Regions from separate parts of the Mus musculus genome. Here regions 1, 2, 3, 4, 5 and 7 are each linked to region 6. A link is a contact called in public promoter capture Hi-C data. All regions are on one chromosome and are shown on one strand. Each heading gives the region's core, a stretch centred on a gene start, on an enhancer-like site or on the middle of the called end of the contact. The rest is flanking DNA. Distances are from core to core; before and after follow the strand shown. Region 1 holds the start of Uqcrc1 (ubiquinol-cytochrome c reductase core protein 1). Region 2 holds the start of Trex1 (three prime repair exonuclease 1). Region 3 holds the start of P4htm (prolyl 4-hydroxylase, transmembrane (endoplasmic reticulum)). Region 4 holds the start of Qrich1 (glutamine-rich 1). Region 5 holds the start of Ip6k2 (inositol hexaphosphate kinase 2). Region 6 holds the start of Elp6 (elongator acetyltransferase complex subunit 6). Region 7 holds the start of Ccdc71 (coiled-coil domain containing 71).

The links. Promoter capture Hi-C pulls out the DNA fragments that hold promoters and counts their contacts.
Region 1: a promoter capture Hi-C map of pre-B cells shows a contact between it and region 6, with 2.0 times the contacts expected there. The contact joins the promoter of Uqcrc1 here to the promoter of Elp6 in region 6. A contact is called at or near these places in 4 of 39 promoter capture datasets (the 3T3-L1 cell line, embryonic stem cells, hippocampal neurons and 1 more).
Region 2: a contact with region 6 is called in a promoter capture Hi-C map of pre-B cells, with 4 times the contacts expected there. The contact joins the promoter of Trex1 here to the promoter of Elp6 in region 6. A contact is called at or near these places in 12 of 39 promoter capture datasets (3T3-L1-derived adipocytes, the C10 cell line, the HPC-7 cell line and 9 more) and 2 of 115 datasets of contacts at active chromatin or transcription factors (T-cell acute lymphoblastic leukemia and microglia).
Region 3: a promoter capture Hi-C map of hippocampal neurons shows a contact between it and region 6, with 3 times the contacts expected there. The contact joins the promoter of P4htm here to the promoter of Elp6 in region 6. A contact is called at or near these places in 2 of 39 promoter capture datasets (hippocampal neurons and liver) and 1 of 115 datasets of contacts at active chromatin or transcription factors (pancreatic cancer cells).
Region 4: a promoter capture Hi-C map of pre-B cells shows a contact between it and region 6, with 2.6 times the contacts expected there. The contact joins the promoter of Qrich1 here to the promoter of Elp6 in region 6. A contact is called at or near these places in 5 of 39 promoter capture datasets (the 3T3-L1 cell line, cranial neural crest, frontonasal cranial neural crest and 2 more) and 1 of 115 datasets of contacts at active chromatin or transcription factors (pancreatic cancer cells).
Region 5: a promoter capture Hi-C map of hippocampal neurons shows a contact between it and region 6, with 4 times the contacts expected there. The contact joins the promoter of Ip6k2 here to the promoter of Elp6 in region 6. A contact is called at or near these places in 3 of 39 promoter capture datasets (embryonic stem cells, hippocampal neurons and pre-B cells) and 3 of 115 datasets of contacts at active chromatin or transcription factors (differentiating embryonic stem cells, embryonic forebrain and large pre-B cells).
Region 7: a contact with region 6 is called in a promoter capture Hi-C map of liver, with 3 times the contacts expected there. The contact joins the promoter of Ccdc71 here to the promoter of Elp6 in region 6. A contact is called at or near these places in 3 of 39 promoter capture datasets (the C10 cell line, liver and pre-B cells) and 2 of 115 datasets of contacts at active chromatin or transcription factors (embryonic stem cells and pancreatic cancer cells).

Annotation. Positions count from the first base shown.
Region 1 is chr9:108,935,148-108,938,917 of GRCm38.p6, forward strand. Uqcrc1 (ubiquinol-cytochrome c reductase core protein 1) reads left to right here and starts at 1,501. Exons shown (of 13, transcript NM_025407.2): 1 at 1,501-1,640; 2 at 1,869-2,009. The coding sequence starts at 1,572.
Region 2 is chr9:109,056,883-109,060,501 of GRCm38.p6, forward strand. Trex1 (three prime repair exonuclease 1) reads right to left here and starts at 2,369. Exons shown (of 2, transcript NM_001012236.1): 1 at 2,307-2,369; 2 at 1,050-2,046. The coding sequence starts at 2,039. The coding sequence ends at 1,095. Atrip (ATR interacting protein) reads right to left here. Exons shown (of 13, transcript NM_172774.3): 12 at 3,381-3,619; 13 at 2,865-3,026. The coding sequence ends at 2,959. Atrip-trex1 (Atrip-Trex1 readthrough) reads right to left here. Exons shown (of 14, transcript NR_153412.1): 12 at 3,381-3,619; 13 at 2,307-3,026; 14 at 1,051-2,046. It overlaps Shisa5 (shisa family member 5), which reads left to right. Exons shown (of 6, transcript NM_025858.3): 6 at 1-910.
Region 3 is chr9:108,595,612-108,599,408 of GRCm38.p6, forward strand. It overlaps P4htm (prolyl 4-hydroxylase, transmembrane (endoplasmic reticulum)), which reads right to left and starts at 2,001. Exons shown (of 9, transcript NM_028944.4): 1 at 1,597-2,001; 2 at 1,288-1,369. The coding sequence starts at 1,953.
Region 4 is chr9:108,515,562-108,519,382 of GRCm38.p6, forward strand. It overlaps Qrich1 (glutamine-rich 1), which reads left to right and starts at 1,526. Exons shown (of 10, transcript NM_175143.5): 1 at 1,526-1,679. Qars (glutaminyl-tRNA synthetase) reads left to right here. Exons shown (of 24, transcript NM_133794.2): 24 at 235-380. The coding sequence ends at 285.
Region 5 is chr9:108,782,186-108,785,637 of GRCm38.p6, forward strand. Ip6k2 (inositol hexaphosphate kinase 2) reads left to right here and starts at 1,627. Exons shown (of 6, transcript NM_001379600.1): 1 at 1,627-1,685.
Region 6 is chr9:110,303,084-110,306,870 of GRCm38.p6, forward strand. It overlaps Elp6 (elongator acetyltransferase complex subunit 6), which reads left to right and starts at 2,109. Exons shown (of 7, transcript NM_001081381.1): 1 at 2,109-2,266. The coding sequence starts at 2,213.
Region 7 is chr9:108,459,155-108,462,446 of GRCm38.p6, forward strand. Ccdc71 (coiled-coil domain containing 71) reads left to right here and starts at 1,399. Exons shown (of 2, transcript NM_133744.5): 1 at 1,399-1,463. Gm51295 (predicted gene, 51295) reads left to right here; the gene lies at 1-6. It also overlaps a transcript of Klhdc8b not described here.

The DNA.
Region 1 (3,770 bases), core at 251-2,750, 1.4 Mb before region 6:
CCTGGCATTCCCCTATACTGGGGCATAGAACCGTCACAGGACCAAGGGCCTCTCCTCCCATTGATGTCCGACTAGGCCATTCTCTGCTATATATGCAGCTAGAGCCATGAGTCCCACCATGTGGTTTCTTTGATTGGTGATTTAGTCCCAGGAAGCTCTGGGGAGTACTGGCTAGTTCATATAATTGTTTCTCCTATGGGGCTGCAAACCCCTTCAGCTCCTTGGGTCCTTTCTCCAGCTCCTTCATTGGGGACCCTGTGCTTCGCATCCAATAGATGGCTGTGAGCATCCACTTCTGTATTTGTCAAGCACTGGGAGAGCCTTTCAGGAGACAGCGTTATCAGGCTCCTGCCAGCAAGCTCTTGTTGGCATCCGCAATCGTGTCTGGGTTTGGTGGTTGTTTATGGGATGGATCCCCAGGTGGGGCAGTCTCTGGATGGTCATTCCTTTAGTCTCTACTCCAAACTTTGTCCCTGTAACTCATTTTTTATTGTTTTGTTTTGTTGAAACAGGGTTTCTCTGTGTAGCCCTGGCTGTCCTGGAACTCACTTTGTAGACCAGGCTGGCCTCGAACTCATGAATATATTTCTTAATGATTAATTTTTAATATTTTATGCTCTTTTACTATGCTTAACTCCCAAAGAATATTTTGCATGTTTTGAAACAATTTAGTATTCAACATTAGATATAGGATCCTCAGTTATGGATAGTATTAAATATTCATTAATGATATTTTAGGGTATGAAAGGATATGAATATAAAAGTTGAAAAAAATTTATGGATTATTTGATTCTCAAAGTACTCAACATTATTAATATGTTTGATGTATAAAATGCATTTAAATAATAAAAAATTAAGAAAAAAAGTAAACAAAAAGTTTTGAAATAATCACAAAATAGAAAAAACTTTTTTGCTTAGTTATTTTATTCCAAACAAGGAGCCCTATTCCACAAATTACCTCTACATTGTTCCTCTTTTCATACACACGTTTTTTTTCTTACGTTTTGGAGACACTGTCTTACACAACCCAGGGTAGTTTTGAACTCCTTACACAAGAGAGGAGGATGTCCTTGAACTCCTGATTCTTCTGTGTCTCCATTTCCCAAGTGCTATATATTTGGCAATATATTATTAAACGTCTTTCAAGTCAACCATTTAAGCATATTTTATTCTTTTAAACTAACTTTAGTGGACACCTTCTTGCACAGACAGGCAAGTGCTTTAGCCCTTGGGCTCAATTGTGCCTAGCCACTGCCCTCCAGGTTTCAGAGCTGCTGCTGGCGTACAATGCATCTCCCACAGTTGCATACCGCCTCCCTCAGGTGGAAGAAGGTGATGAATAGAACCTGTCTCAGATGGGACCAGATGAAGGGCCCCTCCCTCGCAGGTTGATAAATGTCCCGAAGATCCTAGAGGCACACGGACCAAATGACTACATGCGATCAATTCTTGCTAACGTACTTGCTGCCCAACAGGGGGCGACTGAGCACCAAGTCTTCCTTACAGCGCTTGCGCCTCAGACTCCGCTCTGCGCATGCGCAGCGCGGCTCTACACTGACGGAAGTTAGAAGATGGCGGCGTCCGCAGTCTGCCGAGCGGCCTGCTCCGGGACGCAAGTGCTACTTCGCACCCGCCGCTCGGTGAGGTGGCAGTGAGACGTTGGGCTGCAGGGCCCAGGGCTTTCGTACACAGATGAGGAGCAGGCTGTCTCAGCAGTGGCGGGTCGGAGTGGGGAGGTCGCGGGGGTCAGGGCCGTGGGAAGGTCATGGCGGAGGGCGGGGATGGTTATCTGCTCTGGCTTGGGTTTGAGAGCCGAGGTCCCAGAGGCTTGGCGAGCAGTTCTTGCAATGGTCGCCTTCTCCCTTTAGCCGGCCCTGCTGAGGTTACCTGCCTTGCGGGGTACCGCAACCTTCGCCCAGGCCCTCCAGAGCGTGCCGGAGACCCAGGTCAGCATCTTGGACAACGGGCTGCGTGTGGCCTCGGAGCAGTCCTCGCATGCTACCTGCACGGTAAGTGTGCGCCAGTCCTCTAGGTGAGGCCCGCCGTGTTGTCCCAGGTTGGGATGTGACCTTGGGCTCCAGTCTTACATGTTTTGGGTGGAGACTGGCTTACTGCCGGGGCTTATCCCTGTACCTGACTTCAACCCTGCCTTAACCCGGCAGCCAACATTATGGTGCTTGCCAAAGACGGGGCCGAATTCTCTCCTCCAGCTTTTCGTTCTACCTCCCCGAGAGAAGAGATTATTCTCTTGCCACGAAAAAGAATGAGATTTCACAGACTTTAGGTTATTTACAGAAAGACATCCAGGTCTGTTAGACTCACCACCTAGGCTATGTAATTTGTAGACGTAGCCAGGAATACACTTCAAGAAATGCCTCTGAAGGACGGGGAAGATGGCCCAGTGGGTAAAGAGCTTGGTACTCAAACATGGGTATCTGAATTTGGAGTCCTCAGTGTTGTGATTTAGGTCTAACACCAATACTCTGAGGGGTGGAGACTAGTGTGTCTAAGCCGGTCTTACTTTTACCTACACGAGTGGCTTACATGTGTGTATGTGCACCATGTCTGTACATAATGCCCTTGGAGGTTGGAAAAGGATATTAGAACCCCCAGAGGGCTGGTGAGATGGCTCAGTGGGTAAGAGCACCCGACTGCTCTTCCGAAGGTCCGGAGTTCAAATCCCAGCAACCACATGGTGGCTCACAACCACCCGTAATGAGATCTGATGCCCTCTTCTGGTGCGTCTGAAGACAGCTACAGTGTACTTACATATAATAAATAAATAAATAAATAAACAAATCTAAAAAAAAAAAAACAGAACTGGAGTTACAGGTGGTTGTGAGCCACCGTGAGGGTGCTGGGAATTGAACCTGGGTCCTGTGGAAGAGCGGTTCCTAACCCTACACAGTCTCACCATCCCACGTACACATACGTAAAAATAAAAATTTTTTTTCTCCTTTTTTTTTTTTTTTTTTTTCTTTTTTAAGATAGGGTTTCTCTGTGTCGTCCTGGCTGTCCTGGAGCTCACTCTGTAGAGCAGGCAGGCCTCGAACTCGGAGATCCATCTGCCTCTGCTCCCCAAGTGCTGGGAAGAAAGGCATGAGCCTCCAATGCCTAGCTCAGAAGTAAGGATTCTTAAAACAAAAAACAAAAGATTTAGAGTAATCAGAAAAAGCACCCAGTTTCCTCTGCCCTCCGCAGATATTTGTGTGGTGGAGTGTGCACACGCATGTATGTGTGGCACTTGCACACACGAAAGAAATGCCTCTGAAAGACTGGGAAATGTAACTTGGGTGGAGCCTTTGCCTACTGAGTGGAAAGCCATGAGCTTTATAGCACTGAAGGAAGACAAAGAGTACCTTTGAAGATTACAGTGAATTGGATGCTCTTTGGTTAGGAGGGCTGGCCGCTCTTGCACAGGACCAGATTTCAGTTCCCAGCACCTTTATTGGGCAACTTCTAACCACCTGTAACTCCAGCTCCAGGAGATCTGACACTTTCTTCTGGCTTCTCTGGGTACCTGTGTACGCTGGTACACAGAAACACAAATACTTTATTTAAAATTGCAAATTGGCCAGGAGAATTGACTCTGGTTTATAGTACTTGTTCTCTTTCAGAGGACCTGGCTTCAATTCCCAGCACCCACGCAGTGGCTCACAGCCAGCTGTAACTCCAGTCCCAAGGGATCCTGTACCCTCTATGGATCTGACCTCCATAGGCACGCATATACATACACGTAGGCAAAACACTCATCCACATAAAATAATGAA
Region 2 (3,619 bases), core at 1,119-3,618, 1.2 Mb before region 6:
CTCACTTGAAATTGTACTTTCTGAAATTTCAAGCAAATTAAAAACAATAAGGTAGGAGGTATTTCCCACGTCACCCCAAGGTGACCAGCCATGGCCTGTCATACTTAGGAGAGCAAGCTTTTTGCGGGTACAGAGCAGGCTTTGGGGGGTAACCAGCTAGCTGCTGCTAGGCCTTTATTCCCAGGGTTTGGCTGCATTGGCAGTGAGGCAGGTGGCTGGGGGTGACACCAGGTGACAAGGGGACTCAGTGGCAGGGGGTCACACCAGGCAGAACACCATACACTCTCCATCAGCTGTCTGTCTGGATGTCACTGTCCTTCCCGGGGCTGTATAGAGGGCCACATGTGTTCACTATTCAGGCTCCACTGGGGGAATTTTCCTACCTTTGCTGGCTTGGCTCCTGCTCCCAGGCCAGGGACCTCGGTCTGTCTACTACACACTCTGGTTTCTCCCTGCACTGTCTTTTTACTGTTAGCCAAACATTTTGCCTGTTTTCTGTCTCCAGATGTGTGATAATTGGTGTGAGGTTGAAATCCCTGGTTCCTGGAGGACAGACAACCTGACCTCCGACTGTCAGTTTCCCTTGACACCATCTTCATAGAAATACCTGACTCCTGTACCACAGTCCAGTTTGTCCCAGTAGCAGGGACACCAAGGCCAATGGGTTATCTGGACCAAAGGTGGGGTGGAGGGCCTAGGTGGTATCTCCGGCCCAGATGTGAATACCTCCATATTCCCTGTTGGTTCCTGTTTCACTGGCTGTTTTAGCTTTGTGTTGATTGGTGTTTCTGAGCATTCAGACTCCGCACCCTCATTTCTAATAAATGCAACATTGGACCCGCTTCCCCTTTCTTCAGCGCCTAGGCAGCTGGCCTTGGCTCTACACCAAAAACTATTTCTGTCTACTTCTTGAACTTGTTTCTTCCCTCTGTTAATTAGCCTAACAGGTTTGATTGTCCTGCTAAGAGAGCAGGAGAGAGGGACTGTACCTCATCCCTAGGGCCTGAGCATGGCCAGAGGCCCAGGCTGAGAAGCAGAGGCGGCAAGCAGTCAGTGCTATGGAAGTCTTTATTCATCATATTTCCCCTCTTGACTTACTGCCCAGGTGAGGCCAGGAAGAGTCCATACAGAGTGGCTATTGCCAAGGTCAGGAGGGTCAGCAGGCTCAGTGGGGCCAGCAGCCCCTCCTGTGATGGGGCTTCTGGGACCTTCTCTGGAGGAGGACTCTTAGGTCGCCTGCTCCTGCCATTGCTGGGACTTCCATTGGCTGTGGCCAGGGGTGTAGTAGCTGTGGCAGCATGTGGCCTTAGGTTGGTTGTTCCAGTGGTAGCCGGAGTGCCGTACATGGGCTTGACGGTGCTAAAGGGCCGGGCATGTTCGTCCACCCACTGCAGTAGGGCCTGTGGCTTCCACTGACAGATGCTGAGCAGGGTTAGAACATCACCTTCAGCAGTATGTGAGTCTGTCGGTGCTTGCCAGTACAGGCGGGTGTAGATGCTGCCCAGGCTGTAGCTTTTCCTCGAACCATTCCCTGAGGGGCTGCTAGCTTGTTCCAAGGCCTTTAGGGCAGCGATGCTGTCCACACAGAAGGTACCATCTAGGGGACTGGGAGTGCTCAGCCTAGCAAGCTCTGTCTGGAGCAGAGGAAAGTCATAGCGGTCACCGTTGTGTGCCACAAGGCAGCAAGGCTGTGGCTGGCGCTGCAGGAAGGCTCGGAGCAGGATGGCCAGGTTGTCATCGAAGCGTTGACGCCCCTGTACTTCCAGCTCAGCTTTGCTCAGACCTGTGATCTCACTGGCCCCAGGGCTACAGGCTTTCCCTGGAGCAATGCACAGAGAGAGCTTGTCCACCACACGGGGCGGTCTGGGCACTGGAGGTGGATGTCCCTGAGAAATGGAAGTGTTCTCCAGAGCACGTCTGTGGACAGCCAGCAGGCACAGCTCTGTGACTTCGGGCCGAGACGAAGGCAGGCCAGTGGCTTCCAGGTCTAAGAAGATGAGGGTCTGCATGTGACCATGGGGCAGGGTCTGTGAGCCCATGCTGAACCTGGGGAGGAGATGGGGTAATGAGTAGCAGCAGGAAGGTCTCAAGTGGGCTGAGGTGGGGTGCAGAAAGGCAGCTCAGCCCTTCCCTTCAGCAGGTACTATCCAGGGCCACTAGAAGCTGGAGGGCAGGGTTGTTCTAGTGGGATGGATCCACTACTTATTTGCCTTTTGAGGGAGGCCCTTCCCCTAGTGCTGACTACCTTCAGGGTGAGGGAACCCTATTCTCTTCTGCCTTACCCCATACCCTTACTCCACACTTACCGAGAAGCAGGCAGCAAGGCACTCCGCTGGGTCTGCTGCTGGCAGCAGTGTGGCTGAGGAAGTAAAACTGCCTGGGTCCACCCATAGGCCTGCCTCCTGAACAGGGCCCGCCCTGCTGTTAGCCTGCCAGGCCTGGCCCTCGTGCTGACGCTCCTCCCTCCCTCCCCAAGCACCCCAAAGGCCTTCCTAGATCCATATCTGTGATCCTGCTGGCTGGTAAAATGGACTACTGCCCCAACACTGACAACTCAAACTGGGTTGTCTCTAGGATTCAAATGTGCCCGTGAGCCTCTGCCTTTTCTTGTCTTTCCCCCAGTCCTTGATCCAGGCCTTCCTAAAAAGGGCTGCCTCCTTGGCCACAAACGTACCCCTGCCCCCACCACGGCCCCCGCCCAAAGCTATGACTCAGGGTAATTCCCGAAGAGGGGCAGGGTTTTTCCTCAGGGCAGATCAGTTACCATGGGGGCCATCTCAACTCCAGCAGGAGTCATCTCATCAATTCTTGGTCTGCCCTGTCCCTCCCTCTCAGCCACACAAATCGGACTCAGGAAACAAAGCTTGTGTTCTCAGCAGGAAGTGCAGTTTTAATCAGTGGATATGGCAAAGACGGCGGTGGGAGCTGGCGCCACCTTGTGGCTGGATGCTCAGGCCCTCAGTTACAGTCCATCTCAGAGTCTTCCAAATCAGTCTCCGCAGCACAGAGGTCATCCAGGGCAGCCTCTGAGCCAAAAGGAAGAGGGGTCTGAGGTTAACTCGACAGCGTGGGGGCTTGGAGGCCCCCATGCTCCCTAGCGTCACAGGAACCAACCAGTCCCTTCTATGCACAGGCTTTGCTCCCTCAGCGACTGTGAGCAAAAGTGACACAAAGGCAATTCGGACAGATCTTTGTGGAAAACCATGGCTCAGCGAGGCCAATTCAATAGACACCATCAAATGGGAACCTGTCATACTCAAAGACCCAGAGCAGGAAGGTAATACCCATGTGCCAGGAATGGCTCTGGAGGCAAGGGGAGACTCATGGAAAGGAGTCTGACAGAGGCACACGAAGGCTAGGACAGTGTCGTGCTAGCTTACCTTCACAGTCAGTCACATCAGGAAGGGCTCGAATCAGCATGCTGACCCCTGGCATCACCTGGTCGTACTGATGCAGGACCTCGACACAGTGCACAGTGAAGAGCTTGTCCTTCTGAGATAGGCTATGCAGCAGCAGCACAGTGTCCCGCAGACAGCGTATCGTCTGCTTCTGCTGGTGGGTCCTTGGACCTCCTGCCCGCCGCACCGTCAGCCATTGCCTGTGCAACATCACAGTGAGC
Region 3 (3,797 bases), core at 751-3,250, 1.7 Mb before region 6:
GGTACTGGTTAGTTCATAATGTTGTTCCACCTATAGGGTTGCAGATCCCTTTAGCTCCTTGGCTACTTTCTCTAGCTCCTCCATTGGGAACCCTATGATCCATCCATTAGCTGACTGTGAGCATCCACTTCTGTGTTTGCTAGGCCCCGGCATAGTCTCACAAGAGACAGCTACATCTGGGTCCTTTCAATAAAATCTTGCTAGTGTATGCAATGGTGTCAGCGTTTGGATGCTGATTATGGGGTGGATCCCTGGATATGGCAGTCTCTACATGGTCCATCCAGAGATCTCTTAATGCTCTCTACAAACTCCATTCCTTAGCAGCCAAAGGCAGCCCTGGGTCTGCTGATTCACACCACCAAGGCCATGTATAGATTGTTTTTGTTTTGTTTTGTTTGTTTGCTGTCATTGTTGTTTTGATACAGGTTTTTCTCTGTGTAGTCTTGGCTGTCCTGAAACTTGCTCTGTAGATCAGGCTGGCCATGAACTCAGAGATCTACTCGCCTCTGCCTCCGAAGTGCTGGGATTAAAGGCAGGTGCCACCACTGCCCAGCTAGGGTTGCAGAAATTTAACCCAGGCAAGGTCTGTGGACATAGTGCCCTCCCCATGTTGACATTGATAGTCTTTGGAGGACTTGGGGGGGTCTCCACAACACCATGGTTAGGTGTTTGAAGCCTATCATCTACTAAGAACTCAGAAAACAGGAGCTGTGTGTGATGTGGCTAAAATGGGTCACCCTAATAGGCTCTGCCCATGAAGGGTGAAAGACAGGAGTCCTAAGAATCTTGAATACTGGAAGCAAGAAGTTGGGCCTTTGAATGGTGCCCCTCTGGGGGGGGGGGGGCCGCTGGCTTTGAGGGTTGTCAGTTCATTCCAATATGGACGGCCTGATTCTCATCAGACCACAGGATTAGCTTTGGGAATGTGATCTCCCCAGAGGCCCCCGGGTCAGCTGGCACCTGGTTATCAGTCTCTCACCCTGCCCTGATCTGGAAGGTGATAGATTCGTAGCACAGACTGCCCAAAGATAACTTCAATAAACAGTTGGAACATTTGTCTCAGGGTCGTGCTGCCCAGCCTATGATGGAAGGGTCCGCTGAGGGAAGTGTGGAAAACGAACCTCTCTGTCCGGTTACGGAAAAGGAAGCTCTATTTTAGTAAACTGGATTCAGAGAGCGCATCTACGAAGCAGCCATGTTCAAAATAGTAAACACACGGTCAAAAGAAGCCTTGGGGTGGACACTGCAGCCTCCCCGGCCCTTCCCAGAAGTGTCCTGCAGACTTACCAAAAAGCAGCGGCTTGAGGCTGAGGGTTCGGATGAAGTGATCCCTGCCCGCGACCACCTGGACTTTCCGCTCATATCCCACCTAAAGGAAAAATACACAGCAGGCAGCTGGTGTGCCAGGCCGCACTGCTCAAGAAAAAGTCCCGTGTCAGGGAGCGACAGTAGCAAAGTAAGTAGGCGCGCGCGTGACCCGCACACAGTGATGCGTGGGGCACCGTGGTGGCCCAGAGCTGAGCCACGGTTCCTTCTGGCTCGGCTTGGCAGTGCTTGAAGCTCCGCTCGGGGCGGGAGAGGAGGGGATGTTCTTACCTTGATGCCCTCCAGCCGGGTGAGGGGACCCAAGGTTGGCACTGGCTGGGGGCTCTGCTCGCGGCGCTGGGGTCCGGGGTCTGTGCTCTCGTCTCCGTTGCTGTAGTGCACGAAGAGCAGCAGGGCCAGCACGTTGCCCAAGTACAGGTGCACGAACACCATCAGCACCAAGAAGTAGGCACGGGAACAGATGCCCCGCGGCTTGCACAGTGGCCGCACCGGGGCGTCTTCACTATCGCCTGGTCTGGTCGCTGCCCCGGAAGGGCGATGCTCCGGTGGTAGCGGCCACTGAAGATTTGAGGCCTCCTCGACTGTCTCAGCCTCAGGCCGCTGCACGGTCGCCACCGCTGCCGCCATGGCGCCCAGGTCGCGCGCGCGCCCAGGGGAGGGGCCGCGGGGGTGCTCGCGTTGCGCAGTCGCTGGGACCCGGACGGCAGAGTCAGCGCGCCCGGCGGTCACTAGGAGACGGTGCTCCGGGATGCTGTGCCTACACGGAGCCGCACCCATCGGTCCATACTGAGATCCTGGGACCTCGCTCACACCCGGCTGGTCGTTTATGGAGCTGTATATACTCCAGTGCAGAAGGCCATCCACAAACATGGAGGCACATCAGCGGAGCACCGTTAGGACAGACACCATTGCAACTAGTAGTTTCTTGGTTCCCGGGAGAAGACGCCCCCCCCCCCCCCCCCCGGCCCCAGAAAGTGTAGTGGGCATTTTCTCACTCTTGGGAGAAGGGAGTCAGAGAGTGATAGAAATGGGACATACGACATAGTGGGATGCTGAGGCCAATGACTGCACACTGGATGATGAGATTATAGAGCAGTTCCCACGAGTTCGATTTATTTAACTAAAACATTTTATGTCTATGGGGTGGTTTGTTTATGGGTATGTGCACTCCATGCATGTCTGTATATGAGGACAGAAGGGGCGTTGGAGCTGGAGAGACTTACAGACGTTTTTAAGTCTCTATGTTGGTGCTGGGACTAGAACCGGTGTGTTCTCCAAGATGGATCTTAGCTAAAGAGCCTCTCTCCAGCTTCCGTTTTTGCTTTTATTAAAATTTTTTTCTTGTTGTTTTTTGTTTGTTTGTTTGTTTTGTTTTGTTTTGTTTTTTCGAGACAAGGTTTCCCTATGTAGCCCTGGCTGTCCTGGAACTCACTTTGTAGACCAGGCTGGCCTCAAACTCAGAAATCCCCCTGCCTCTTGCCTCCCGAGTGCTGGGATTAAAGGCATGCACCACTACACCCGGCTTATTATTAAATTGTTTTTAAACAATACACACAAACAAAAAACCAAACCAAACCAAAAAAAAAACCAAAAACAAAAAAACAAAAAAAACACCCCAAAACAAAAACCAACCCAGACAGGGTCTCATATAGTTCAGGCTTGCTCATCAAACTTGAAAGGAGCAGAGGATAAATTTATTCTCCTGCCTCCACCTCTCAGATGCTGAAGTTAGGGCTGGAGAGATGGCTCAGTGGTTAAGAGTACTGATTGCTCTTCCGAAGGTCCTGAGTTCAAATCCCAGCAACCACATGGTGGCTCACAACCATCAGTAATGAGATCTGATACCCTCTTCTGGAGTGTCTGAATATATATATTTTAAAATGCTGGAGTTACTAGGTATGCACCAAGATATTCAAGATATTCTTGAAGGTCCTTCGGCAGTCAGACTGGACCACTGAGGGAATCCTGCAAGTCAGACTTTGGTGAGAGGCTGCCCAGGGTGCCCAGGTTGGGCTCCACCCAGTGTCCCTCAAAATGAAGCAGGTGCTGTTTGTGACGCTTGCCTTAGCTCCTGGATGGGAAGAGGGAGGGTGGAAGGCTTTCCCCTAATCAGGACACCTCTGAAGAAAATAAAACTCAGATTATAAAGCAGCGGCCAAGGCATTTTTTTTTAAAACAGTAATTTTTCACAATGTATTATTAATTTTATATCTGATTCCCAGTAAATTCATGCTTGCTTTCTTTCTCTTCTTTCTTTCTTTTCTTCCTTTCTTTCTTCTGTAGCTGTCTTCAGACACTCCAGAAGAGGGAGTCTTGTTTCAGATGGTTGTGAGCCACCATGTGGTTGCTGGGATTTGAACTCCCGACCTTCAGAAGAGCAGTCAGGTGCTCTTACCCACTGAGCCATCTCACCAGCCCAAGGCATTTTCTTTTGAACGCTGCTCTTAGGCTGACCTATGTTCCCCCCTCTC
Region 4 (3,821 bases), core at 276-2,775, 1.8 Mb before region 6:
CTCCAGCCCCGGCCCTAACTTTTTTACTCTTCAAAGTAGCAGGCAAGCTTAGAGTTTGTCATAATCCTCATGAAACTAAGGCACAGCACAGGCATCTAGTCCTTTATCTGAAATTACAGAGTTATTGACAACCTTGGTACCTCACCTCCATGATACCTCACCTCCTAGGTGATGAAGGGGAAGTAAGAAGCCCGGTTCGGGGTTGTTGGTCATTTTTCTTCTACTGCCTTTCAGATTGTCTTCAACCGAACTGTCACACTAAAAGAAGACCCAGGCAAAATATGAACTGAATACATGTGGCCCTACCTCATCCTGGAGGCTGGGGGTGCCCTTCAGCACTCCACACTCCGTTTCAATAAAGAATAACTAAATCCCTCTGGCGTCTCTCTGTTGTCTGCCTTTCTAATATCTGAGGACCCTGGAGAAATAGTTTGTTAGCTGGCAGTGGTGGGTCTCATATGTCTTCTGGAAGAATGCACTTCCCCAGAAAAGAGCCAGCCACAAAGTCACTACTGCACTTGGTTCTCAAAGGCAGGTGCATGGCTGGAATTAGCTCAGCACTTACTATGATAAACCTGAGAACCCCAGAGATGCTGTTGCACAGTCACCAGTCCTATGGAGGGATCTAGGTTTGTGTCTTTGTGGCTAGAGATCAAGAGACACATGACCCCCCGTGTGATCATTTAGAAAAAAGCCCTGTCAACTATTTAAGCATAGTGAGATAAATCATGAATGCTGTTGTGGCCTTTCCAGTTTGGGGACCCCAGCAAACTCCCTGGATGTCTATACGGTGCTGAGATGAGATTCCTGGCTATGCTGGCCCTTGGATTGGACCCCGTCTCAGAAATTGACTTCTGAAGAATTTGAAGATTAGAGTTTGCTAGGACAGGAACAAGTGCAGAAGGCACTAAGGTTTGCCCCAGACTGAGGGCCCCCTGGGTTGCTGGGAGCTTCTGGTGAGGCTGTAGGTGAGTGCCTGCAGCTTTAAAGCCTTCCACATTTTCCCTGTATACAAACACTAGGCTACCCAAGGCCTGCTTTAAGGTGGACCTGACTGTGGCAAAGCGATCTCAGATGAGAGGTGGTGCTGGGGGTTCCTGAAGCTGTTTTCTCCCGTGCACTAACGCCCCGAGCGCTTCCCAGGCGCGGCACAATGGTTAAAGCTGCGCCCAGTTCAGGGGTTTGAAAGGGGGCCACCTTAACCACGAGGCCGAGCTAGGCCCGGCCCCGCCTCGCGTGGAACTGTGCAACTAGAGGAGGCGCTAGCGGGACACCGTAGGTGGCTTCAAAAAGCATGCTTTCAGACCCAGGGCAGGGGCAAAATACCCCTGGATGCTGAACCCCGGGCCTAAGCCCCGCCCCGCATGGAGGGGTGCCCATGGGCGTGGCGCTCCTTCCCACAACGAGGGGTACGCTCTCCACTCCAACCGGTTCCCTCTGTGGCTGCAGCGTTCCCTTTAAGCCTGGCAGGCAGCTCTCGCGGGATCCGACGCTCCGGTTCTCGCGAGAAGGGCCTTCGGCTCCCATTGGCCGTGAGGGCTGAATGTAAGATGGCGCCCAGGGAGCTGTGAGGAGAAAATCCTGTCGGTCTCGGAGCGGCGACGGCAGAACCGAGGCCCCGGGCGGTGAAGCGGGGCCGGCGGGTAGAACGGAGGCAGCGGCGGCGGTGACGTCGCCGGGTGAGGGCTCTGGTGAGGGCGGGGACGCAGCAAGGCTCTGGCTCGAAGGCGGCAGGCCCACCCTACACAACGGCGGGCGGGCGGGGGCGGGCGGGCCGCTGCCGCTGGGCCCAGGCGACCTCAGGGCGGCTTCAGAGCGGAGAACGTCCCTCGGCTCGCGAGCCTCCGCCCCACGGGTGGGGGAGGGGCGGGCCTGAGGGGCGGGTGGGCGCGGCGCACGGGGGCGCGCGGAGGCGCGCGCGCACGAGCGTGGCTTTTTTTTTTCTTTTTTTTTTTTTTCTCATTTTTCTGCGCGCGCGCGTGCGTTATCGTGCGCGCTGTGCGGTCCTCTCGTTGCGCGTAGCCGCCCGACGTGCGCGTCCCCGTTGGCTCTCAGCTGTGGCCCGTGGGCTAGAACGGCTTCCGGGGCGCGCGCCACCCCGCGACCCCCCGGTTTTGCGGCGCGCGCCCTGCTGTTGGTCGCTCACGCTGTCCGGAGTGCGCGCCGGACGCCCCTTCCAAGAGGAGGGCAGACGGGCGGGCGGGCGAGCGGCCTGGCGGACGACCGACCTGCCGACTGGGGAAGGTTGAGGGTTGGGCCCTTGTCCTCGTGACGTCCGGGGCAGCGGTGGCCTAGGTCTGCGGAGAAACATAGCGGCTTTGCGGTCTGGCTTGCGGCTCCGCTCCTCCGGGAGGCGGACAGGAGTGCTCGTACTAACTGAAGAATGCTGTTACTTAAGCGAGGCCCAAGGACTGGGTGGGTGCTTGGGGAGGGTGCTGCTCTGCTTGGGAAACCGAGTCCTGCTGGCCGGAGAGGGCATTGGGTCCCCATGGGTTTCCTCACCTTGTACTGGTGCTTTGTGCTGAGGAGAGAAGGTTACCATTACCAGGCCCCGCTTTTCTTCCATTAGAACCGATTCTTCCATAAGCGCAGTTGATACACGTCACCTCTGTGCGCTCCGGAAAGAGATCCTCCTCTGTATATGGTATCAAACTCTCGGAGCTCTAAAATTCCGCTTTAAATCCTCACTTAAATGCAGCCTCCCCCCCCCCTTTTTTTTTTCCACCTCCGCGTGGGTGGGAGGGGCTTGCCTTTCTGTTCTTGATAAGGGCTGTTTCTTAACCTTGATTAACTTGATCAATGCTTTGCCGGTTTTTTTCTTTGTAATTTCTAAAATGTCCAGCAAAAATTTCTAAAATCTGCCTGTCACTATAAAAACTATGTAACTGAAGTTCTTCTCAGCTTTTTTTTTTCTTTCCACATTTTGTTTCAGTGCTGTGATCTTCTATCTAGGAAATTCTAGGTTTGTGATGGAGAAATACACAGCTCTTTTTTTCTAAGACAAAACATCTGCTAGTTTATTTTTACAATTTTGTTACATTAAGCCTGAGGAAAAGCAAGCTAAAAGGATTTTTATTCCTTTTAGTAGCAACCAAACTTTGATAGTAATGACTTTTTTTTAATATACTGTATTTTTTTAAGAACAAAGTTAAAACTTAAAAAGAGGCTGAGGATGGAAGGAACTTCTTTGTTCTATCTTCTTCAGAATGTTAGAAGTCTTAAGAACTCAGGACAAGCAGCAGACATACATGCAACATGGTGACTGGTGAGTTAAAAATCATTCATACGCTGGAAGTATGTGTGCAGTCCGTTACCCCCCAACCCCTTGGTAATACTGAAACTTTACAAATCTTGTCATTCTTTCTTGGTGTTGTCTGCTAGAAGCTGCTACCTACTAGGAAACTGCTGATGAGGGAAACGGTATTAGTTTGTTCATTGGACAACAGTCCCTAAAATCGAAGTCAGTGGAATATTCATGATTAACATTGCAAAGCATCAGCTAAGAACCTAAATGGTTTTCCAAAACAAACAGAATACAACAACAACAACAACAAAAAAAAACTGTCCTCTTTGTTGAGGATGTGTCTGTGAACTTTTTGTACCATTTAAGCTTGCTTATTCTAGTTTACTTTTTTTTTCTTTTCTTTTTTTTAAACCAATGTTTCCATCAACTAGTATTTACCTGTTAGGTAACTTCTAGTTTTCTGGGATAAGGTGTTATACTTCTCCAAGATCTTACACAGTTCACATCATTTTACAAAAGCTTATATTGATGTCTCAAAGAAAGACTTAAGGAATGGTTGAATTTTGTTGTGAATTTG
Region 5 (3,452 bases), core at 377-2,876, 1.5 Mb before region 6:
GGCTGATAGATGGAGAGTGGGCTGAAGGCAGCAAGGTCAACAGGGGGCTGGGCGGGAACTGTGACACTGATCTGGAGAGAGACTTGTAGGGGTTTAGGTACTCAAATCACGGTCATGTCAAAAAGTGGTGTGTTCCTGAGACAGCACAAGCTCCTGGCACAACAGATGAATGCAAAACAAACAATACGACAACAGCCATACGGAAACAGTCAAGGAACACACACAGCCAGAGGGCAGGCTGTCTATCAACAGCTGAACACTGAACCAGGAAGAGCCTGAACTGGGCAAACACTTTTGGGGTCGATTAACATGAAGTTGGCATTTAAACCTGAAACCTGGGCCTCTCGGTTCATGCCTGTAATCCCAGTAAGAGGAAGGTTGATGCTGAAGAATTGCCTTAATTTTGAGGCCAGCCTGGGCTACAGAGAGGGATCTGGACTCAATTAGTTAATATTTTAAAAACAAAACCACGACCCGGGGTAAGTGGGTATAGACAGAGAGGAAAAAATGTGAAAAAGAAAAACTAGACAGAACTGAACACAGAGCCATGAAGGCCTCAAGGGAAGGCGATTCCAAGAGGAACCTGTTGGTAATAGGAGTTTCTCTTGTCCACCTTTAGAAAGCAGGGATTAAAAAAATCTGTTTACTGCACTCACTGCAGAGTGTAGGTGCTTAATAAATACTTCAGTTTTAAAAACCTATGAGCTACATCTTTGCTAATGCCCAGGATGCAGGGTTACAACTCTGGCATCCTTTACAGAAAGGCCAATAGCCAAGAAGGAGGTCATCCCATGCCCATGGTTCCCATCGTGCTCCTTGCCTTTCCTGGCTGCGCTGACACTCGTTCACTCATGCAGGAGACCTTCTGAATGACACAGGCTCCAGACAAAGGAGTCTTGGATGAGCTCTATGCTCCAGACCTATCAATTTACCGAGGACCCTATACATCCCTCTGATCAGACTTCTATTGGCTTTTATCTTGTCTGTCTGTCCACTCATCTGTTCACCTGTCTAAACATTTTTTAAAAATTATTATAGTGTGTGTGGTGTGAGTGTGTGTTTGTGAGTGAGAGAGAGACAGAGACAAAGAGCCAGAGAGAAACAGAGCAACGGCTTGACCTGTTGAGCCGTCTTACTGGCCTCCTATAGAGCCATGTATTTGTCTATCGTCTGTAGTCATTCTCTCTGTTCCCTGCTGCTATCCCTTTATCCATCTTAGCGACATGTAGTTCTGTCCATCCATCTGCTAGGTTGACCAGCTTTGCAGTTTATCACAGAATGAATACTGGCCTTGACATTCCTGTATCCTAGGAAACTCCCCAGTGCGGGGCAAACCAGGACTGTCTGTCCATCCACCCTTACCCTAGGCATCCTGCAATCGATCCATTTGGCACACAGCCCATCAGTTACTTCAACTCCAGAACAGACTGGCCACCCTCCTCACTCAGGACAACGCCCCGCCTCTTCCCGCCCCTTGCCCATTCAGGAAGCCGCCCCAAGCGAATCCCGGCGCCCTAGCAACAGTCTTCCAGGCCGCCCAGTCCGCTTGCGCGGCTTCGGGTGCGAGCCAATAGCGAGGGGCCCTGGGAGCGAGGTTGGGGGGCGGGGCTGAGCGCGGCCGCAGCCATTTTGGTGGAAGAGAAACAATAGGACGGAAGCGTCGCGGGACTGGGCTGTGGCCGCAGGTAACGCCCGCCCCGCCCGGCCCGTGGCCCTGTCACCCCGGGGCTCAGGGGAAGAGGTTTTCGGTGCTGGTAGCGGCCGGGCTCCGGGATCCCTGGGAGGCTTGGGTTTGTGAAGGGGGTCCTATGGCTGTCATTGAGAAGCGGTCTCCCCCTTTTTTTGTGTAGTCATCCCTTCCCTATTTACGGGGGGCCATTGTACCTTGCAGTTACTGGGGAGAGTAGCGTTGCCCACCGAGACGGGGCAGAATCTTCCCCCCGGCATTGGAGGGTCTCCCGGAACCGGGGGAGGGGAGGGGGCGGGGGACGACGACAGTGTCTTTCTCCGGTTTTGAAGCGGTCTCCCTGGGTCTTCCGGTGGAGGACAGGATCTCTGGTCTCACAGAGGTCCCCCGGCCACGATCTCCCTGGTCTTTGAGGATGGGGTCTTTATCTTTGGATGGAAGGGTCAGCCCGGATCCTCAGGTACTGTTGTTACCTGGGCCTGCAGATGTGCAGCCATTTTGGGTGTTGAACGTCAGTTGTGCCAGTCAGCTCCTCTTTGATCCCGGAAAGGCGGGGGAGAGGGTGATCTGCGCATCCAACCTTATTGGTTTTTTTTTTTTCCCCTTCTTCTCCTTTAAGATCTTAAAATGGATCAGAAGGTGTCTTCTTTTTTCTTCTTCTTATGCTGATGCTCCTACCACGAGTGGGATTTTATTCATATTTGATAACAAGACTGCATCTATCTTCTGCATCCTTCCTAATGACTTGATTCGTTTTTAGGATTTTAATTTCTATCAAATATCAAGAAAGCTGTACTAGCGGGAAAATGGGGAAAAATGTAGGAACTGGTGAAATCTAGGGCTCTTCTTACACGCGAAAGGAAATAGAGCTAGTCATCGCATGTAAATAAACATTTTGTTAGCAGAAATGTACATAGAGCAAGAACAAAATAATTTCGAATATTTGTAAGAAAAAGTACTGAAGGGATCCAGAGGCAGTGGGAGGGGGATAAGAAGGGACCAGGGGGATGGATATGGTCAAAATACATTGTATACATGTTTGGAATTGTCAACTAATAAATATTTATGAAAATAAAAAGATCCAAAAGAAAGAAGCCCTGGCAGTTTTGAAACAGCAAATATGATGCAGACAAACATTTTGAAAAATTTAAAGGACCTTCCTTGTTGACAGCATTGTTGTTGATTTTCAGTATTTAAAATGTTTGCTGTATTTGCACTTTCCCTGGGATAACATTTTAAGAGATGGGAGATGCTTATTTACCAAGTTGTTGCCGTGGAGAGTGTAATTGTAGGGTTTTGTTTTAATTTTAGCAGCTATCCACAGATAGAAATACAAAATGAGTACTTATGTTTGGTGTGAACAGGCCATCTGACTGCCTACTAAATCTTTTTGGAGATCAAGTTGGTTAAACTATTGAGTGTAACTCAGACTGGTTTACCTGTATTCTAGTTTTCTTTTAAGAGTAGAATTCAAGTGTGTCAGTAGCAGGACTAGACCTGTTACTGTTGTTGAAACCAGTTTATCGTATTTCTTTGACGCTTTAGAGTTTCCTAGGAGACAGATTTTGGTCTTTACAACCAAGTATCTGAACATTAGAATGTGCCAGGAGTCATTGCTGACTGATGAATGGCAGGGCCCTTGCAGAGGATGGCAGGGCCTTTTTGTAAGCCCCAGAGATGTCACTGGTATCTAGGCAACAAGGATGAGTTTGAGCCTTCCTGAGGCCAGCTTGTTGAGGTGAAAAATTTCCATTGTTGGCTCATA
Region 6 (3,787 bases), core at 859-3,358:
CAGCATCCAGAAATCACAGGCAGGTCTGTGAGTTTGAGGCCAGCCTGGTCTACCTAGAAAGTTTCAGAATAGCCAGGACTACATAGACTCTATCTCAAGGGAAAAAAATGTATGGGTGTTTTGCTTACATGTACATGACCAGTGCCTAAAATGGCCAGAAGAAGACACTCAAACACCTGGAACGGGGATGACAGACAGATGTGAGCTGCCATGTGGGTATTGGGAATTGAACCTGGGTCCTTTGGAAGAGTAAACAGTGCTCTTAATTGCTGAGCCATCTCTCCAGCCCCAATCACAATTTCTTAGTGAAGGTACCTCTGACAACTACCTTAATTTCAAATCTCTATCCAGTCTTGCTTTTCTCTACAGTACCTACAGAGATCGGGTGCAGTTGTATTTCCTTTTATTCCTTTCTAATTATGCCTTTTGAGTTTATAATTATACCATCCCCCTTCCCGTTTCTCCCTCCATATCCCTCTCCTGGCTCTCTTTCACATTCATGGCCGATTTTTTTTCATTGTTTTTACATAACTGTATGTTTCTGTATATAACCTCTGTATATTTCATTATTTCATTTACTTGTTTATTTGTTGTGTTTTTGTTTTGTTTTGTTTTTGTTTTTCTGTATAGATCTGGCTGTCCTAGAATTTGATCTGTAGATCAGGCTGGTCTCGAATTCAGAGATCTGACTGCTTCTGTTTCTTTTTTTTTTTTTAAAGATTTATTTATTATTATATGTAAGTACACTGTAGCTGTCTTCAGACACACCAGAAGAGGGAGTCAGATCTTGTTATAGATGGTTGTGAGCCACCATGTGGTTGCTGGGATTTGAACTCTGGACCTTCAGAAGAGCAGTCGGGTGCTCTTACCCACTGAGCCATCTCACCAGCCCTGCTTCTGTTTCTTAAGTGCTGAAATTAAAGGTATGTGCCACCACCACTAGCTTATATTTCTTTCTTCCTCTTCTTCCTCCTCCTCCTCTTTTTTGTTTGTTTGCTTGCTTGTTTTTTCGAGATGGGGTTTCTGTGTTCGCCTGGCTAGCCTGGATTCACTTTGTAGACCAGGATGGCCTCATACTGCCAGAGATCTGCCTGCCTCTGCCTCCTGAACACTAGGATTAAAGGTGTGCCCCATAACGCCCAGTTCCATTATTTTTATTTTTTAGAGGTAGTTTCACAAAGCTCAGACTTGCTGGCAACCCTCCTGCCTAAGCCTCCTGACAGCTGAGATCACAGATGTTGGCAGCATGCTTTTTATGTTGTTTTTGATGCTAGGAAAGAACTCTTCAACTGACCTGTATCCCTCTGACTTTTCTTTTTTGTTCTTTTATTGTTTTAGCAGAAGGCCGAGGAGGGCCTTGCTTATTTAAAATAAAACTATGCATACGTTTTGATGGTATGTATAGGTGCACCACTTCTATGCTTGGTACCCTTGGAGGCCAGAAGAGGCTATCAGATTCCCTGGGACTGTAGTTACAGAGGGTTATAAGTTGCCAAGTGGATAATGAGAATCAAATTAGGGTCCTCTAAAATCTTCTGAGTCCCCTTAAATTTTTTTGTGTATATTGTGTGTGCATGTGCTGCAGAGCCCAGAAGAGGGCGTCGGGTCCCCTGGAGCTGGAGTTACAAGTAGAGCAACCCAATGTGGGTGGTCTTCAGAGGGAGGAAGAAGAGCGTTTATTCCCTGAGCCATCTCTTTGGCCTCCTGGCTTCTGCTTTATACAAAAAGCTCTTCAGGATGTAATTCTGTGCTAGTAAGGTTTGTTCTCTCTTTTTGCGAAGATCCTGCAAACATTTCTCTATGTGTTCCATGTATCTAGCCCAAGTTTGTGAGCAATACACTAGGAAGACGTGGAGCAACTAAGACCCGGAGGTGCGGAGGGAGGGGGAGCAACGGAAAGAGAAAGCTCGCCTGCTCGTGCTAAATCGTGAGGGAGCACCAGCACTGTGTGGACCCGCACCTACTGAGAGCAGCACAATGGTCCATTGCCCGAATGAGAGATCGCTCTAAGGCTCAGCTTTACGAGCATACGTGCTCACGCGCTTGCGCAGCAGCAGCAGCAGCATCACAACCCCAAGCCTGATTGGCTGACTCGAGTCCGGCAGCGAGATCACGCATGCGCGCTTTCTCGCGCTCGCGAGCACGGTCTTGTGGGTGCTGTTCTTGGACCTTCATTCTTTCTGTAGAACCATAATTTTTATCCCAGTTCACGATGTTTCCGGAACTCAACAACCTTCTCAGCACCACCCCAGACAAGACCGAGCAGGTAAGATGTCGTGCGGACCGGAAGAGGGCAGGTCCCGGGAGCGTGCAGGATTGCATCCGGGACGCTGCGCGGTGGAGTAGGCGCGTCTGCCGTAAACCGAGGGCATCTGGGAGTTGTAGTCTGGAGAGGGCTCGCCGAGGCTGCAGTCGCATTCCTGGGCCTTTGGAAGATGGGTTTCTGGACTATCTTGCGTGTTCGCTTCCAGCCCCAGGACCATGTGCTCCGTGCCACACTGGCGCCCAAAGATGGTTGCAGAGCAGGCCCTAGAGGAGATCCTTTTATCTGTCCTGAATCTCCTTCCACCATGGAACATTTTACAGGTTGCACGGAACACTGCTTGCACTCTTCCTAGTTCTGATGATATCTGGTTGCAAAAAGGCCTCAGCATATTCCATCCCCTCTGTTTTTCCCAACCTCCTCACTCTCCATGGAACCTCGAAATGTCTTTCACATTTTCACTTAGGGGTTACCTCTCCCAGGAGTATATCTGTTTTATTCTGTAATTTGCAGCAAACACACCACATATGGAAAGCTTTAAATAGATCTTGTGGATTTTGGTTGTTTGGTTGCTTATTTGTTTTTTTTGTTTTTTGAGACAGGGTTTCTCTGTGTAGCTCTGGCTGTCCTGGAACTCACTCTGTAGACCAGGCTAGGCCTTGAACTCAAGAAATCTGCCTGTCTCTGCCTCCCAAGTGCTGGGATCAAAGGCGTGTGCCACCACTGCCCTGCGATCCTTCTGGGTTTTATTTGCCTAACAGTTCTTGACTGTTCAGACCTCCAGTTCTGACTACTTTTCTAGTTGCTAGGGCATTTCCCAGGTCCAGAGTGACAGCAGGAAGTGACCACTTTGGGTGGGAAATGTGTTTCAAGGCCAGGCAGTGTGATTTGGCATTTTATATTGGGGGGAGGGAGGAGAGGGACACAGCTGAAACCCAGAGGCATTGGACAGGTTTTCCCTAGGTTGGTACAGCATTGAGGTGGTGTGTGACAGCCCTTGGTCCCAATGTTGTCTGTTACTTACAGAACTACAGCAGGTAGTTAGGCAATGCAGAGACCATCTTCATAGGGCTTTCCAGCGATTGCTGTGATAAGAGTCCCGTCTGAACCACAGTCACTGGGAGATCTTTGTCATCAGAGGCCTTGTCAAGAATTGGGCCAGGGGATAGAACAGTGGATATAGGGCTTGGCACCAAGTATAGAAGTGGAATTTGGGTTCCAAGAACCCACGTCAAAGCCAGGTAGGCAAGAGGACACCTGTCATCCCAGCACTAAAGAGGCAGAGGTGGGATCCCTGGGGCAAGCTGGCTGGCTGCATTAGTTCAGATTGCCTAGTCATTAAGATTCCCTACCTTGATAAATTGGAAAGAATGGAAAGCGGCTGAAGAAGACACCCAGCCCCGACTTCAAGTCTCCCTACATGTGTGCCTGCACACACATGTCCATGCACATGCAGACACAGATACCACAACCACAAACCCAAAACTAAAACCGTTTTTTTTTTTTCCCCTCCCCATTCACTGT
Region 7 (3,292 bases), core at 149-2,648, 1.8 Mb before region 6:
TATGGCTCATCCTGGTGTAGGTCCATAAGGCCCTTTTTCTCTACCAAGAGAAATGACTGGAGGTACTGACCCCAGACTGCCCGCAGATTTTGTGGTTCCTCTTGGGTACTTGGCTACCCAGAAACTGTCAGGAGTCTCCTGTCGGTGCCAAAGCTCTGAGAAGTAAACAGGCATCAAGTGAGGCCTTGGGTATTGATGGGTGGTTGATACTTATCTTTAAAGATGACAGATCCCTCTACATAGGCTGGGAAACACAGAACAGCTAAGGATCTTTCAGTCGTACAAAAGAGGAAGAAGGCTAGTATCCAGCTCCCACATGAAGCACTTCAAACACCCTTGTCTACCTACCCCAAACTCTTAGACAGGTCCAGATGCCTTCACTCCCTCATCCATGAAACCAAAGCTTTCCTGATGCCTCCTAAACTGGACTAGGAAGCATCTGACAAGGGGGTCCTTTCCTTAAAGCTGTGAAGCCAGGCATGGCAGCACATGCCACCTTTGATCCCAGGAATCCAGGGCTATGTAGGGATACACTGTCTCCAAAAAGGACAAGGTTTGGAAAATATGCTGACTGTTCATCTGAGGTCTCAGATTCCTAGAGTTAGTTTTAACCTGTGTCCTCAAATACTGCTGAGGAGAGGGCTCTGTAACTAACCATCTTGTGTTGTCTACAGGACATAGGTAGGACTGAGTTTGCAATCTCTTTGCCAACAGAGCCAACGGATTCTGGGCACTGTAACGACTGAAAAGTGTTACTTTGTGCCATTCGAGGTGCTTTGGCTGAGCCAGATCTTGGCACTCCACTGTGTATACATACCTGAGCAAGTATATTCAGGCCCACATTGATGTACTGTGACTTACAGACTGGCCATCTACAGCCCCAGGCTGCTGTGTATTACTTGTGCCTACATGTATATACCAGCTTTTCATGCAGTGTGCCAGGGTTAAGCCCATTCTCAGGAGAGGAGCGCCTGCTACTCTTTCAGGAAGTACTTGTGTGGTGAAACAAGGGGACTTTCCTGAGATAATCCCTGTCAGGCACACTCTCTTCTGATCAGGTGCCAGAGAAAGAGTAAGGTCCTGGGGTGTAGAATAGCATAGAGCTTGCCAGGAGTCACTTTGACTCCTATATTACCAGGACATTTTAGAAAAGTGGTCCTTAGTCCAATCCTGACTGGGATCCTGTGACTTTTGCCTTCTATGTGCACAGGCTCCCATACTGGATCAGATAGGTTTGGACTTGTCACCTCCGAGGCCACCCCCTCCAGGCAGCCCTCCGAAGTACTCAACCTGCTCCGCCCCCAGACTTGGGGGGGGAGGGGAGAGTTCTAGGGGTCAAGGGTCACCAGGCGGGCTAGATCCCGGAAGCGGAAGCACGGTGTACTTCCGGCGCGCAGCAGGCGGCCATGTTGGAGCGGCGGAGGCGGCGCAGAGGTGCGTCCTGGGTCCCCGCGGCGGCGCCGGTAGGTTGGAGCCGCGGGCCTAGCGGTGGTGCGGAGTGGCTGCCCATGAGGCCACAGGGCGGCAGGGCGAAGGGACTGGGTGGCCGGCCCTTCCGGGATCCTCATTTTCCCAGGGCTTGGCCGAGACACCCCACCCCTACCCAGGACCCCACCCTGGGGGTTCTGAGGATCCTGTCGGGCGACCACTGCCCACCTTACACATTTCGCCGCCGCCGTAACCCCGACTCCCCGTCGCCGTTCAGGCCCCGGGGCCTCGGTCTCCCCGCCTGAGGGCCCCGATCTGCCCCTGATCCCAGTCCGCCCGATTAGTATGCCCGCCCCCAGTCTTCTGTCAACTTCCTGTGCTGGCCCCAAAGGAATGTGTGAAGGCAAAAGTCAGCCTGGCTGCAGCCTCTGTTTACAAAGCTTCTTGAGAGCCAAGAAGCACCCTCCCTCCCATGGGCTCAGAATGACCTAGGCAAAGAGCCCCTTGGTCCCCGCCCCGTAATATGAGCGCCGGAGGTTTGGGGTGGGAGGTAGGTCGTCCCCCTCTGTCCTACAGTTCATAGCCCACCCATTCAAAACATAAATAAATAAATAAATAAATAAATGAAAGCATTAACTTGGATTGTACTTGAAGAGCATCCTCTGGGGAGGGGAAGTGCCTCAGACACCTGAGGATCCAAGAATGTTTCCAAACAAAGAGCCCCAGGGCACTTTCTCCGGGGAGTCTGAGGACTGTGTGTCTGCTTCATTAGAGCTGTGCAGAGCGGCGGCACAGACGGGCTCCTAGACTCCAGGGACCTGTCTCATCCCAGCTGATCTTTTAACGCTCCGGTGCAGCTGGGGAATTTACCTTTTGACTCGGGAAGCCCTCAGATGCTGCGTTGGAGTGCTGGGTGTAACTTCTGAGTGACAGCCATGGCTTCCTTAAGGAAGCATAGGACGATTTGAGTGGTCCCAGACAGCTGCATCTGTTGGGACCACTAACATCTAAGGTCTGTTGCCTTTTAAGCGCTACGGCTTGGCCTACCTTCCTAGTTGGAATCTTTCCCTGTCCTTTGTCGTCAAACCTTGAACTCCTTGGTCTCGTTGCCTGGTCTCTTGCTTGCCTTAGAGATGTTTGCAACTGTCTTTTTTTTTTGGGCGGGTCTGTGTCTTATATTGGGTTTGAACTCCAAGACTAGAGCTAGGAATCAGGTCACTGAGTATCCTGTCTATAGACTCTGGTAAGGAGATGAGCCACCCCCTGCACTGGAACGTTGGCAGTTGGATGAACAGTGGTGGGGTGGACATCAGGTGGTGTAAGTCTGGGTCTTTGGGCCTATGTTCAAAGGCCTTAGTCTGTCTTCCTCAGCTACAGCCTGGCCTTCATCCATATGGTCCGTACTCTTCTTTACTTGATAGCCTCTGCAGGAGTTGCTACCCTTTTTGCTCCATTTGTACCTGCTCCTTTTTTGGTTGGCACGCAGACAGATAGGTAGATGTTACTGCTTCCAGGAGTCCTTCCCTAACCTATTAGAAGCTGGCTTGGAGAGCACCATCTGCTTCTAAGAACCTTTAATGGCAGCTGTGTCTTCACTTCCGGACTGGGTTCTTTGAGGACTGAGGTATTTGCTTATATTCCTGGGACTGAGTCTAGATATTTAGAACACCAGGAAAGAAAAGAATCAAAAGGAAACAGGCGTGGTAGTGCACAGTGTTGGGCAGCTGAGCAGCAGATCGTGTGCATCGACACGTTCCAGACCGGGAGCATAGCAAGCTCCCTGTCAAAGAGGAAAGAGTAGGATGTAGCTGAGCTCTTGGCGCGCGTTTGTGATCCTAACAGCTGGGAGGCTTCAGGAGGAGGA